Linked DNA regions of Mus musculus: region 2 is linked to region 1. Evidence: chromatin contacts called from public Hi-C data. All regions are on one chromosome and are shown on one strand. The core of a region is the stretch at or near the end of the contact, and the rest is flanking DNA. Distances in the headings are between cores, read along the strand shown.

Region 1 (7,713 bases), core at 2,942-5,441:
CTGCCCTCTTCCTAGAAACCTGCCTCATTAAATCTTTAATCTTCCAAGGGGGGTGAGCCATCTTTAAGTCTCCAGTTACTTCAGAGCATCTCCTCTTCCTCCCTCCAAACACCACAGACAAAACTGATACCTGAGACCATCTATTGAAGACACACAGGCTGTCAGGCCAGGGAGACACTTACGGTGTCTGGAGAGACGTCTCCTCTACCATTAAATTCCCTCTCCACGGATAGAGCTCTCTACAAGCCTACTCTAGTTTTCATTTGTAAATGACAGATAAGTTGTTCTTTAAGATCTTGCAATCTGGGCTGGTGAGATGGCTCAGTGGGTAAGAGCACCCGACTGTTCTTCCGAAGGTCCAGAGTTCAAATCCCAGCAACCACATGGTGGCTCACAACCATCCGTAACAAGATCTGACTCCCTCTTCTGGTGTGTCTGAAGACAGCTACAGTGTATTTACATATAATAAATAAATAAATTTAAAAAAAAAAAAAAAAAAAGATCTTGCAATCTGACTCGTGAGATAGCTCAGTGGGTAAGAGCACTGACTGCTCTTCTGAAGGTCATGAGTTCAAATCCCAGCAACCACAAGGTGGCTCACAACCACACGTAATGAGATCTGACGCCCTCTTCTGATGTGTCTGAAGACAACTACAGTGTACTTGTATAATAATAAATAGATAAATGGGCTGGAGCAAGCAGGGACTGAGCTAGTGGAGTTGACCAGAGCAAGCAGTGCTGACAAAATTCAATTCCCAACAACCACATGAAGGCTCACAATCATCTGTACAGCTACAGTGTACTCACATACATAAAATAAATAAATAAATATTAAAAAATAAAATAAAATATTAAAAAAAAGATCTCACAATCATAAAAAACCCTGTAAGAGTCAGCAAGCACTGAATTCCCTGAAAGGGAAAGGTTGACTCACAAGAAATCAAAGAGTAATGCAGAGTAAGACATGAGCTCTGAGCTGGGGAGCTGCAGCTGGACTTGTCACTCTCTTCAGAGTTCCAGATTTGACAGCATTAAATACAAGATTATCTTTGTTTTCCTGCCGGTTCTGGGGATTGAACCTAGGCCCTTACGCCTGCTAGGCAAGACCTCACCACGGAGCTACAGCCCCAGCTTGGATCATCTGCACTGCACATCATTTCCAAGTCAGAGCAGAACCAAGGGTGTTAAGGGCCTGTAACTTCCTTAGTCTTCCTGGAAATTCTTAAGGGGAAGAGATTCCACACAAACAGTAGCTAGGAGAGTAACCCCACAAGCTCTCGTAGAATGGAAAGGACGGTGAAGGTCACCAACTTAATGCAGGTGGTGTTGACAGGCAAAGAATGATCCAGCAGACATGTCCCAGTGGTACATAAAAACAAACCAACAGTAAAATCCCTGACCAGAAAAGATGTGCTTGGCTGATCAGCCTGTTCTGCAAGAGCTGTCGCCAGCTTTTGTGATGGAGCAAGTAGGTAGCATGCTCTAGGCTCTGTAGATCCTCAGCACAGTACAAAGCAAAGCCCTGGTTTGGGAACTGAAAGCTTAGTGTTAGCGCCAGCTAGGCTAACAGATGAGGGCACACCAAACCTTTCCTGCATCAATACTCTCACATCTGTAAAAAACCAGGACGGGTCCTCCTGGGACAATTCCACTCAGCTGTTTGTTCAACAAACATTTGCTTTGCTTTGTTTGTATTTATTATTGTTGTGATGACGATGACGACGACGACAACCACAACAACAACAGTCTAACTATTGTAGACAAGGCTAACCTCAAAACTAGTCTACTGAGTCAGCACCCCAAGTACTGGGCCTCATGATTCTCCTGCATCAAACGCCAAGGCACATGAGTTTCATAGGTTTGTATTCCAGATACCAACACAGATCACACATCCACGTTTTCAAACTAGACTGTGAAAGCCACTTAGCAGGAGCACACTAGGAAATACCAAAGGGTAGACAGGCAAACTGCACGGTGTTTCAGCTCCCAGTCCGCCCAGCCACCGCTCACACTGCTTCAGGACATCTGCACACCAAGCTTTCACCTTTGCCCAGAGACAGCATTTGGATACAATTCAAAGGATACTTCTTGTTTAGATAAGTGTTCCTGGCATTTGTGAGTAGGATACCTTTTTGCATCAGTCCCCTTTGCCTGCACAAGCTACCTGCTTATTCAGAAAATACAATGGCCAGGTGGTAGGGATGCATGTCTTTAATCCCAGCACTTGGGAGGCAGAGACAGTGGGATCTCTGAATTCATGGCCAGCCTGATCTACAGAGTGAGTTCCAGGACATCCAAGGCTACACAGAGAAATACTGTCTTGAAAAACCGGAGGGAGGGAGAAAGGAAGGGAGGGAGAGAGGAAGGGAGGGAGAGAGAGAGAGAAGGAGGGAGAGGGAGGGAGGGAGAGAGAGAGAGAGGGAGGGAGGGAGGGAGGGAGGGTGGGAGAAAGGGAGGGAGGGTAGGAGAGAGAGAGATTGAGGGAGAGAGAGAGGAGGAGGGGGGAAGGGAGAGGGAGGGAGGGAGGAGAGAGGACGATGAAAGGGAGGGAAGAGGTACACATTGGCCAAAATCCAGATTAACTTTTAAGTAGCAGGTTCCAGGTCCCTCTTTTCAATTACAGACTTCATTAACCCCACCACCCAAAAGCACGCTCAGCCATGCTGGCTGCTGTTCTAACAGAGAGCACTGAGAAGTGGCCACACTAATAACGCAGCCGGCAAGAACTAAAGGATGCAGGGCATCTTCCCCAGTCCCTGCTGGGGACCCTGCCACTCCGCCCACTCTCAAGCCTTAATGACAGCCCCACCGTCCCCACTGTGAGCCCTGCTCTGATTCACAAGCCCACAAGTTAGAACTAGGTCATCCCCCCTCTTAAGTGCTGGGTAACGGGGAAGCCCAGAGATCCCACATGGGTCACAGGCAAGGGAAGTGTGAAAATGAGAAGAAAAATGCTTTTCCCATGCCCTGTCTCCCACAGACATTACTAACAGCTTCCAACTTCTAGAGGGCAGTGTTAGCCTGAAACTATCAACATATGTGGGTTTCTGAAAATCCAGACTATACCTCAAAGGTGGCTGCTATAACCAAGCACTGAAGCATGCTGTGTTAGCACACACCTGTGCCCTGCAAACGTCCAAACCCCCAGCAGCTTGGATCAGAGGTGCCACAGTCTGTCCTTCACTGTCTTCTAGGTTTCCCAAGCTCTACTGTTTAAAAAGAACAAAACGTAACCAATTCTCCACAGTAAGGAAATAATTAACTTCTTCTGGGAAAGCCAAGTTGCTTCCTTGACTCTGACAGAGGAGTTCATTAAGCCATCTCCTCTTCTTGGCAAGCAATAGGATCCTTCCTGCAAGCTGGGAAGGAGGCTGTCCCCACTTCTGCTGGACCCTATGTGGGGATCAATTCAGACTGTCACAGCCTGGTTTCCGCCTTGTGAACAAATCCGTGTCCCACATGGGAAGAAACAGCTGCTTCCAAAGGTGTGGTGGTTTTTCATTTTCCCTTTTGGAAACTGTGAGGTGTACATAGCTATTTGTCTACATGGCTTTTGGTCTCCCAAGGGAAAACCCAAGCCTATCTTCACCTTGATACTTGTGGTGTTATTGTAGCACACTCACCAGGCCCTTGAGTGTGGTGAACGGTTTTGAATGCCTAAGCATCCTTTACTAAGACACTGCCTAGGCAGATTTTAAAACTGTACCCACTATTTGACCCCAAGACCCTCCGTGTCATTCACCATCACCGCACATCCACAGACCTCTAAGGAGCATAGAAACAGACGGTGCCAACTTTAAAATTCATTGTCCCACTCTAAACAGTTAACAACCAAAAATAACTTCCCATGTTGAAGAACACAGCAGAGGGAACTCACTACACAAATAGTTACCAACGTTCTGTGTAGGTGAACCAGGCGGCGAGGTGTTCCCGCTTGGAGAGAGGTAGAGGTAGTTCTTGTTCACTCCAGAATCAAAATCAAAGGGGGATTGGTAATCATCAGCCAACTCCATATCTCTGCACTCCATGCTAGCTGAAGGCAGCGAGCAAGGCGAGCATGGCGCTGCGGCAGCCTGGGAGCCCCGGGCTGAGGGAGATCCGGCTGACCTGTGCAGCCCAGGTGAGAAGAGGAACCGGGCTTAAAGCCCCGCCCAGCTCCGGCCCAGAGGAACCGGGCTTAAAGCCCCGCCCAGCTCCGGCCCAGAGGAACCGGGCTTAAAGCCCCGCCCAGCTCCGGCCCCGGCGTGGCTCCGGCTCCCACGAGCAGGTCTGTAGTGACTCCTCCCTTAGGAGGGCCCTAGTCACCACCTGTCGCTAATTCACTGAACAAAGAATAACCGGGGCAGAGGGAGTGGCCTTCCCTCTGTACACAAAGGAGGCCCCCCACTCTGGAGCCCCATTCAGTTGTACAAACACTAGACACTAGCAGGAATATTGTTTAAAATACAACTTTTTTAGACCGGTCATCTGACCACATCGTCGGCGGGGCAGACTTAATCTTCTAGGACAAGAGAGGATTATCTGTCAGTAATCTCCCCGAAAATGCCATCTGGGTGATACTTTTCTTGCACCCTATATTATACAGGATTCTGAGAGCTTGGCATCCCGTGTTTAGCAAGCAGCCTTTTAAGCAGAACCTAATACAAAAATAAAGCTAGACCCATCATCCTTTTTTTTTTTTCTAAAGCAGAATCTGAATAACTGTCAAACAATTTTAAACTGACTCTTTGGAAGAATGAGGTTTTCATAGGAAGTAGCTGGAAGGTGCAGGCAGCTCCCACCGCTTCCGGGGTGGGGGGTGGGGGGGCTGAAACTCCCACAGCTGGGGGCAGGGGGTGTTTCAGCTCCTTTGTTTAAGCAAAGTCAGGCATGCCCTCAGGGCTCTACAAAGAACTTGTTTCTTTGGCACACCCTCCAGGCAGAAAGGGAGCTGGCTGGTAAAACTTTACAATCACCAAGTCCACTTCCTCCATCCCAGGCCTCCAGAGACCCTGCTCATGCTCTCTCCATGGCTATTGCTGTGACCCAACAGCGCTTGCAGGCCCTTGGTGGAACTAAGTTAAAAGGAGGAAATAGGTCAAGCCAGGCATGGTGGCTCATGCCATAATCACATTACTCAGAAACCTGAGACAGGGGGATTGCCATGAAGCTAGCTGGGACTTCAATGAGAGACCCCATCTCAAAAACACAAAAACAATACATAATCTCTGGAATCTATTTATAGTCTCTGAAATGTAAGGCCTGAGCTTTCTATTGTGTTGTTTGTGTGGGCTCGAGTTCATGTCAGTAGGAGTCAGAACAGGTTGACAGAATCCCCTAGGACCAACACGCAGTTATGACGCACTATATGAAGTCAGGGAACTGAACCTGGGTCCTCTGTAAGAGCAGTAAACAATCTTAACCCAGGGCCATCTCTCCAGCCCCCAAAAGCAAACCATTTTAATGATGAGCAGAAATTCCAGTGTATGACTAGTCTTCAAAATCTCTAAGATGATCCATATTCATCTCAATTTATGACTGATTCTCGTTTCTGTTCTTTTTAGGTAGTCGTGTGTACTCTAGGGAATGCCTTTGTCTAATTTAAACTTTTTGAGAATTTATTTTTAACAAAAATATTTATAGTTTCCTCCTTAAAGACAACAAGATTTTGGCAGTTACGAATGCTTGCTGTTTAATTGAAACCATGAATTGTCACAAAGAGGTGCAATGGCTCATCCTTGAAATCCCAGACCCAAAGAGGCTGAGGCAGGAGGACTACTACAGCTTGGGCTATGTAGTGAAGCCCTGCACAGAAAGGACAATAATTCTGTTTTCTTTCAAACGTCAGGTTTTCTACAGTCCACTACGTCATTCCCTCTGACAGGGCCCAGTCAGAGTTAGTGGGAAGGTCTGTCCACTGCTGTTCTAGCCTCCTTCCTATGGAAAGGTCACCTAGCTCTGCCACAGACACACTACAGCCTCTGGTGACATCCACCCTGCATCCTGTACCCAACCTGCTGTACTGTATTTTCTCTAGCTGAGGCCATGCACCATCCTTCAAGACCATCACCTCTTCTCAGAAGTCTTTCTAGTTCCCATCTCCCATCTCTCCCCCACCCACGGCACTCACCTGTGAAGAACTCTCTGCCAGCCAGACCTCATGGCTACATTTCTGCCGGCCTTATCTGAATATGGGACTTATAATCAGTGGAGAATAAAAACAGCCTTATTTTTAAATATGAGGGCTAAGAATCTAAGTAACTGTCTTAAAGTCTGACCTGCTAAAGCCCCTTTTAGGTCAGCGCCACGAGTCCCAGCTCTGGAGAACAGCTCCCCTCCCTATCTTCGGGCAGACCCAGATCAGACATTCCAGCCCTGAGAATGGCGAACACAGTCAAGCAGCCCCAGAAAGGGCAAGGGTGGGTTCCTGGAATGGTGGGTTTGTGGTCTGGATAACAGAGAGTGGGGCTGAAAATAAAAATAAAAGACTAGGAATGTAGCTTGGGACTCGACCAATAAAAGAGCCAGAATGATAATAAGCCTTTACATGTACTGTGTGCTTTTATAAGGAACAAACTCAAGGATGCTGAAGTAGACAAAGAGAGCATCAAACATTAGAAGACGTGAGGCTGAGCAGAAAGCACCTGCCTGCCAGGTGTGTAGTCCTGACAGCCGGATGGAAATGACAGACAGGACTGCTGTACAGGCCACTCTGTGCCGTGTGCACAGTGCAGTGGTGCACACAGACAACCGGAAAGGATGCTCAGAAAGCCCTGGGCCCAGCCAAGCAAGCATCAGGGGAGCCTCGGGGCCACAGCAGGCCTTTCCATTCCCTGAATGGCTACTGTACTGGCTGGCTGTGTGTCAACTTGACACAGCTGGGGATATCACAGAGAAAGGAGCTTCAGTTGAGGAGATGCCTCCATGAGATCCAACTGTAAGTCATTTTCTCAATTAGTGATCAAGGCAGAAAGGCCCCTTGTGGGTGGGACCATCTCTGGGCTGGTAATCTTGGTTCTATCAGAGAGCAGGCTGAGCAAGCCAGGGGAAGCAAGCCAGTAAAGAACATCTCTCCATGGCCTCTGCATCAGCTCCTGCTTCCTGACCTGCTTGAGTCCTGACTTCCTTGGTGATTTTGAACAGCAGTATGGAAGTGTAAGCCGAATAAACCCTTTCCTCCCCAACTTGCTTCTTGGTCATGATGTTTGTGCAGGAATAGAAACCCTAAGAAAGCTACCTAGCCCAAGGAAGAGCTGGCCCTGCGCAAAAGGTATTTCCACAGGGCTGTCTGGAAAATACTTCAAAATTGGCATTATTTTCACCCAAATCTCCCAGTTTTGACCTCACATGGATTCTAGTCAGTAGTACATGGAGAGCTGTCCTCTGCCACACCCTTCTGCGACCTGCCAGGAGTGCTCTTGAGGCCCCAGGGTGGCCATCTTCCGCCTTGTCTGTGTCTTTTCCTTGAAGAATTCCTGACCACTTAGATCATTAGCTCTGAAAAAAGACCACCTGAGTCCCCACTTGATCTCCTGTTTCAGATGTGGCCCAGAGATACTGAGTTGTTCAGGTGTGCCTAAGGGTAGCTAGCTGACCGGAAGAGCCTCAATCAGTACCATCCCTAACACACTTACTGAGCAGCAGAAGACAGGGACCTTCTCTGGAGCCGAAGCTGTTAGACACTGATGAGAGGGGCCAGGGCGTCTTCCCACCACGTGCCAAGAGGGAGAGCCC
Region 2 (7,713 bases), core at 2,847-5,346, 930 kb after region 1:
TTAGACTTTCAGGAGCTCAGATACAACAGGATCTCAGGAGCTTGGCACACTAGGATTTCAGGATCCCAGAAGCAGTTTAACTCCCAGGAGCTCTGAAACACCCAAGATCTAAGGACCCCAGGATCCCAGAATCACAGGACCAGAGAGACAGCTGGACTCTGAGGAGTTCTGACACAACCAGAATCAAAGTAGGGACAGGGTCCAGCCAGAGATAGCAAGGGCTGGTAGAGATAACCAGAGGTGAAAGGCAAGCTTAAAAACATAAGCAACAGAAACCAAGGCTACTTGGCATCATCAGAACCCAGTTCTCTCACAGCAAGTCCTGGATACTCAATCATACCAGAAAAGCTAGATTCGGATTTAAAATCACTTCTAATGATGATGATAGAGGACTTTAAGAAAGACATGTATAACTCCCTTAAAGAGATACAGGAGAACACGGGTAAACAGCTAGAAGCCCTTAAAGAGGAAACACAAAAATTCCTTAAAGAATTACAGGAAAATACAACCAAACAGGTGAAGGAAATGAAAATGGAAATAGAAACAATAAATACATTACAAAGTGAGACAACCATGGAGATAGCAAACCTAGAAAAGAGATCAAGAGTCATAGATGTAAGCATCACCAACAGAATACAAGAGATAGAAGAGAGAATCTCAGGTGCAGAAGATACCATAGAAAACATTGTCACAGCAGTCAGAAAATGCAAAAGTGTGGTTTGTGTACCCAGCGAGACTCCACTGGAAAAAACTAAGTTTTCCTTTGTGAGTGGTCGCCAGCTAGAGATAGCTTCTGGCTTAGGGAAGGGCACTTGTCTGCTTCCCTTCTTGGTGATGGGACTCCTTCTGGTAGACTTCTGCAGCCCCTGTGCGTGCTGCAGTGGTTATTTGAGTTTATGTGAGCACCTGCCGGGCTCTGGTTAGAAGGCCTCCTTTCCTTGGTGATGTCTATCCCCATGGCTGTTAACATATTTCTGCCTTCTCTTCCACAGAGATCTCTGAACCCTGAGGAGAAGGGTTTTGATGAAGACTAAGCCCATTTAGGACTTAGTGTCCCAGGTCTCTCCCTCTCTGCACATTGTTCAGCTGAGGGTGTCTCAATTAGTCCCCATCTCCTACAGGAGGAAGCGTCTCTTGCTGGCTGAACAAGACACTAAACTCAGCCCCAGCCTGTGTGGCTTCTGGGTTCCCATGATGGTTTCTCCGGCTTCAACTTTTAGTCAGAACTCCCAAAATCAGACTGCTCTTTCTCTTTTAGCCCAGCTGGCAGTCTTTCTTAGTAACCACCCATGCGAGAAGCATTCTCTTCTATGCAAATTCAGTGTGTGCTTTTAGTCCCCAGTCAAATACTATTTCCTCCTCCAACTTCTAACTGGAAGCTTTGGGGGCTCGGGGTATGTGTGGTGTCTAATGGGGGGGGGGGCAGTATGGGATGGAGGGGGGTGGAATGGGACAAACCAGTGACTGAATTCAGAACCTTGTACAGGCTAACTGAGCACAGTGCTACTGAGGTATCCCTAGGCCCTTTTCTATTTGTATTTTGGCACAAGGCCTCACTAAGTTGCCTAGCTGGATTGAGGTTGAATGTTTTATTTAAAAGGCTATGGATCTATAATAAGGAAGAAACCCACTGCCCCTCTTGCATCTGAAAGTAGTAAGTCCAATGCAGTGATTTCAAACTTCTAAGTCAAACTGTTGTCTTATAGATACCAAAATTTTATAGACAGCATTAACGTGATGTAGAATTGAACTTTTATCTTAATGAAGCTGTTTCAAATAATGTAAACTTTGAAAATGTGAAGGGTAGATAGATGGGCATGCAGTTTATTTTGCATTTATTTTGGTTATGTAACACTGAGAAAACCAGTGAAATAACTGTTAACAGAGTTTAGGAACCCACTTTGCAGTTGGTAAATTTTATTAACATTCTATTAAACATTGCATACAATTATTGTATATGATATGCATTAACATGTTGGTAGTATTTCAGACACTAAATTTAACGTACGTGTATTTATTAAGTCATTGATTTATTTAACACATGCAAGACTCTACTTTGAATCATGAATTCTCATTATATGGATATTATTCCAGGGGGAGTAAGGCAGCAATATTGACTACTGAAATAAAATAAAATAAAATAAAATAAAATAAAATAAAAGACAAGACAAGGATGGTTGGTCTTCAAATGTAATACGGACTCCTCAGCATACACTGAGAGACCAACTTCTTTGGGTTCAGACTCCATCTTAGACAACCTGCCTAAGGTTGAACTCAAGTTAACTAACAGGCCTGTACCTAGCACCAGTTTCCAGGCTACCCCCAACAAGACCTGTGTCTAACACCAGTTTTCAGGTTACTGCCCAACAAATCTGCACCTCCAGGGTGCAAGCCGGCCCCTGCCTAACAACCACCAATTAGGAGGAAAACAGAAGTTAAGTTTGTGGTTTGACTCCCAGCACCAGCCAATTATGCTAAAGGCCACAGTAGTCCCCCAGTTAGATGCTTGCCAGGCTAGAAACACTCACCTCTCATTTGTCATTTCCTATAAAACCTTGTCCGGATGAGAGTTCGGGCTTTCCTCCACTGAAACCATCCTGTAGGTCAGCGGTGAGTTAAGCCCGAGCTCGAGCTTGTGAATTGCGTAGGATTGCCTGCTCACTGGTCTTGTGGGGTTCATGAATGCTTCCTGGTACTACACACATGTTGTTACCGCTTTATGCGGAATGAATAGGAAGCATGTGAAGGATTTGGGGGGGGGGCAATGAAGGGGAAGCAGCCGTAGACAGCACAGGAAAGGAACTCTGGTCCTCATGCAGCAGGTGTTGTTGTGGCACAGAAAGGACAAGATAAATAAGGAACAAACTTTCATGTCATGTAAGTCCCTTTAGAAATGATCGATTGGAATTTATGGAATTCAAATTTTAGCCTAACGAAGCGCTCTCAATTGAGGGAAAAATTTAACGTGAGGAGTTTTAAAGCTTAGTTGTGACCAAGGAGAAAGGCGAACCAAAGGAAAGAGCCAGGAAGTGGTATGTAGAGGACAGGGCATTGGCGCTAGCTGGGGCCGCGGTGGACATCTGAGCACAGATCTTCACGGGTCAAGGGTGGGAAGGGAAGCGGATTCCAGTAATGGGCCAGAGTGTCCAAACATCTTGAGAACAGAATAGGAAGAGTGAGCCACTGTGGTGGGAAAGGGCGGTAAAAGGTATCAAAGATGATTTCAATGTCACAGGGTCCAAGGCATATGGACCATTTAAGGTCCTTATTTTAATTCTTGGAAGATATGAAGTTCTTAGGATTTTAGAGGAGGAAATGATATCGTGTAATTTACATTTTTAACAGCACCTTTCTCACCATTATCCTGAGAACAGAGAGAGCAAGGCAAAGAGGTCGGTGAGAGATGTCTGCTGGGGCTGCCGTTTTACCACGGGCTGCGTGGCTTGTACAGACTCACGGAGCTTGTACAACTAGGGGAGTTCCATGCAGATGGCCCATTCTTTAGTTTATGGGCAGCCACCATATCACTTCGTGTTCAGGTGGCTTCTCTGTGGTGCAAATATACAGTGGAGAAAGAGAGAGGTGGGGAGAATGTCCTAGCTGTCTTTCTATAAGGAAAAAGAAGTAGATGAATGTAAAGTGCTAGAACCCCACTTGTTTAACCTCGTCTAACTCCAGCCACCTCCTGTGGCAGTTGGATAAGAATGCCCTCCATATTTGAATATTTAGCGTGTGGTTAGTTGAACTGTTTGGGACAGATAGTAGGAGTAGCCTTGTAGGGTATGGTAGAGGATACAAGCTGTTGTACTGGATAGTATTTTGTTTTAAGTAGAGCAGATTAGCTCTATTGGGTAATCTGGTACAGAGAGTGAGAGAGAAAACTGAATCAAAGGCAGAAAAGAACACCGAGTAGGTGTGATTATTGCTTGTTGTTTAGCGCAGTTTTCAAAATGGATAAATTGTACAGAACACAGGAGAGCAGCTAAGAGTCTCTGGGGAAGTGGGGTCCAAAGTTCTTCACCGGCCCTCTGGGGGGCATCGAGGATTGGGTTTATGCATTTCCTCTTCTCAGATCTGCCATTGCACTCTGAGGCCACAGCGTGTGGGCATGCACTGGTGGCTGTCTCCTGTACGCCCTCCACCAGAGAAGTTTCCGCCTTTTGGGCGGAAATCGTCTCAGACATTTCCTTTGTGCCACTGTCCAGAAAGTGGCAGACATCATACAGCCTTGCCCTCTGATTCTATACACTTTCAACCTAAGTGCAATAGAGAATTCATGGATTATGGAGTTTAAGTACAACTTTGGAAAATTCTCTTATTTTGAAAAGGGAAGGCACACATGAAGAGGGTGACTAATCACAGACAAGGGCTGGCTTTTGCCGTGAAGACTCAATAGATAGGCGATAATAACATTTTCTTAAGCATGAAAATAGCAGAATGTTAGAGAATTCTCTTTTAAAATTGACATTGTATGTGTGTGTGTGTTATATGTGTTGTTTGTATCTTCATGTGGGCGTGCCTGTGTGTACATGTGAGTGGGAATACACACGTGTGTGTGCTGAAGGTTGCTCTCTTCATGGCTTTCTGAGACAGGGATCCCATACTGAGACAGCAGCTGGTTGTTTGCCTAGGTCAGCTGTTCTTAGAGCTGGGAGCCTGCTGTCTTCCTTCGCCTCTCTAGCACTGTGACTATAGTCGTACACTCCCTCACTCAGGAGTGGGGGTGAGTGAGTGTTGGGGAACTCAGATCTTCACCCTGCACTGCAAGTATTTTTCTGGCTAAGTCATCTCCCCATCACTTGAGCGGTAGATGGCATTCTGGAGAGAAGCAAGTCTTAGTCTTGGGTAGAAGGCTTTGAGAAGTGCTTGCCTATTGTCTTAAATGCATGCCTTCATAGTAGAATTCAATTATTTTTGTTAAACCAATTAACATGTTATCTTCTCAACCTGACCACAATCTGAGGTCATGTTTGCTTCCTCATAGTCTCTTCTGAGTTTGTCCACATGGACTTTTCAAGCCTTAAAGACTTTCTATTATAGAACGGAGCAGGATGGTGTCCACTAGAGGCTAGGAGAGTGGGCAGGGGAGGGGAGAAGACAGAGGCGAGTGTCAGCACTGCTGAGAGGATGCCTTGCAGCCTGGTTGGAATCCACTGCTTACAAAACACTACTGGTCTTTAAAAGAGTGTTAAAATAACTCATAACTGTGTCATTGTCAGATATGTTTGTCAGAGTAGCTTCCTTCTGCAGCAGATGGGAACAAATACAGAGACCACAGCCATGCGTTATGCAGAGAGTGAGGCCTTGGAAGACTCAGCCTTAAATAGGATGTCCCTATCAAATCCCTCCCTCAGGACTCAGGGAACTCCACAGAAGAGGAAGCAGAAACGACGGTGATCAGGAGAACAAGGCTCTCTAAATCAACTGAGCAAAGCAAACATGAGCTCACAGAAACTGAAGCAGCCAGTGCGGGGCCTACGCGGTTCTGCACCGCGGGTCTGAACTGGGTCTCCTGTGTATATATTATAGCTTTCAGTTTAGTAGTTGTATGGGACTCCTGAGTGTGTGCACAAGGGCGTCTCTGATTTTTGTTCCTTCTCTTGTTCCTGATGTTGGCTTTTCCTTGTTCAATTTCAATGGGATGTTTAAATTTATCTTACATTTCATTTTGTTACGTTTTGTTGTTATCTCTTAGAAGTCTGTCTCTTCCTAATGAAAGACAAAAAGGGGAGTGGATCCAGAAGGGAGAAGAAGTGGAAAGGAACTGGGAGGAGAGGAGGGAGGGGATATTATAATCAGGGTATATTGTATGAGAAAAAAATTTATTTTCAATAAAAGGGAAAACCTTTTATTGAAAGCTCTTAAATTATTCTGAGGTCTGTCTTCTTTCCTGCAATGAAACATCTAGCTGAAACCCACAGTTCTCATCTTAGTAGCTGCTCACCTCACATTTCCTCATAGCTCTTCCTTTGTGTTAGGAATGTGTCCTCATGACTTTATGTTGTACATAAAGTTTCTATCTAGTCTGTCAGCTATTGGTTTTTCTCATCCTGTACTAAACGTCCATTCTTTCTGTCTGTCTATTTGTTTGCTTTCTTGCTATTGTGATGTATCTATGTACGCATGCTAGCATCAATTCCCTGTCTGTCTTAGTTTGAGCCATGGTAGTTTGAAGTGCTTGTTACCACATGAAGCACAAGTGGGTTTCAGCTAGATGTTTCATTGAGGAAAGACATACATCAGAATAATTTAAGAGTTTGCAGATATTCACCCAAGGTGACTTAGTATAGCTTGACAATAAAAAGCCCCTCTGAATTTGTTTTTAATGTTGAAGAAAGCAAATATGAACAGCGATTATAAGTTGAGGTGTTGGTCTATTGCTGTGTAATGCTAAATTCTATACCCAGAAGGTCTAAGCCCAGGAGTGACTTCTCAGGTTTGCAAGCTTTTGTTGTGCAAACCTTGTTCCTTGATTTTTAATTATTGGTTAAATAAAATTGGCTACAGCCAATTACTGGAGGGATTAGAGGTAGATGGGTTAGGAGTGACCTGGTTGGAGGGGGAAAGACTGGGAGAAAAGAGGAAAAAGGAGGAGTAGGAGGAATCTACCATGAGGGGAGAGGAACCATGAGCACATGGCCAGGAGAAACAGCTAGTGTCTGGAGTACACCACTGGGGAGGTAGCCAGGCCTGCAGTTAGAAGAGTAGATTAAGGGTGACCCCCAGTAATTGTAAAAGCCAAATAAAATAAACATAGTCTGAGTCTCATTTACTTGTAAACTAGTTGGGGATAAGCTTAAAATTTTCATACTATAATCATACCACTGCCTCATATGCCTAAATTCAGGATAGAATACTATTTTTTTTGAAGATGTGGTCTAGGCTCGTGGTCTAAGTTCAGTCAGGATCATTTATCGATGTGAAGGATCACTGCAGCTCTTGACCTCAAAACACACTGTGTTTATCAAAGTTTAAATTTCATATCAACGCAGGTCTGGTTGAATGACAAAACTATAAATCAGGCAAAATAAGAGAACTGAGTGATCTTGTGGGTAAGACCCTAAAGAAGCCAGCTTGACCTAGATGATAAAAAAGGGAAATAGATAAAAAATATATATTAACTGCTTCTGAGAAATGCAAAAGATAGTGATATCAGTTTATGTATGAGGAAAAAATTAAAATGTGACTTAACATCATATGCCAATGTTAAAGTTCAAGTGGAAAAAGCAAAGAATAAGAATAGTCAAGAAAAACTGTGAAGGCTCATTGGAACACTCTGAAGGCTCATGGAAACACCGTGAAGGCTCATGGGAGTACTGTGAAGACTCATGGGAGCACCGTGAAGGCTCACTGTGAAGGCTCATGGGAGCACTTGCTTTTCTATTTCAACCAACTTGAAATTTCCAATAACAAAAAATACTATCTATAGAAGTGGGAATGCTATTTATAGAAGGATGGCTCAGTAGGATTAAGCAGAAAATCCAGAAACGGGTCTACAGTAAAGCAGATGACCTGACACATAGGAACCCTGCCAAGCTCCTCTCCCCCACACACGGGATTCCCCCACCCTGTGTCCCAGCGCCTGCGAGAAGATGTTTCCCCATCCCCAGCAGCCAAGCCCTTCAAACACAAGAACCTGATGGTCTTCTTTGATGTGGACATTGGCCAGGAGCGAGTTGGTCAAATTGTTTTAGAATTGTTTGCAGATATTGT

Evidence for each region. Hi-C and Micro-C count contacts between places; a contact is called where the count stands out from the background.
Region 2: a Hi-C map of pre-B cells shows a contact between it and region 1, with 5 times the contacts expected there. The contact joins the enhancer-like site here to the promoter of Tpd52 in region 1. A contact is called at or near these places in 1 of 484 Hi-C or Micro-C datasets (pre-B cells) and 1 of 115 datasets of contacts at active chromatin or transcription factors (T-cell acute lymphoblastic leukemia).

What each region holds. Positions count from the first base shown.
Region 1 is chr3:8,959,955-8,967,667 of GRCm38.p6, forward strand. Tpd52 (tumor protein D52) reads right to left here and starts at 4,192. Exons shown (of 6, transcript NM_001025262.2): 1 at 3,893-4,192. The coding sequence starts at 4,028.
Region 2 is chr3:9,891,830-9,899,542 of GRCm38.p6, forward strand. It overlaps the pseudogene Gm6236. Among named protein-coding and RNA genes, the nearest start is that of Gm33273, 10 kb to the left of the region's middle. Within about 2 kb of position 4,097, at least 36 of the 459 cell types and tissues checked have an H3K27ac peak or open chromatin away from gene starts, as enhancers often do. A contact at or near this core is called in pre-B cells, where this site is marked.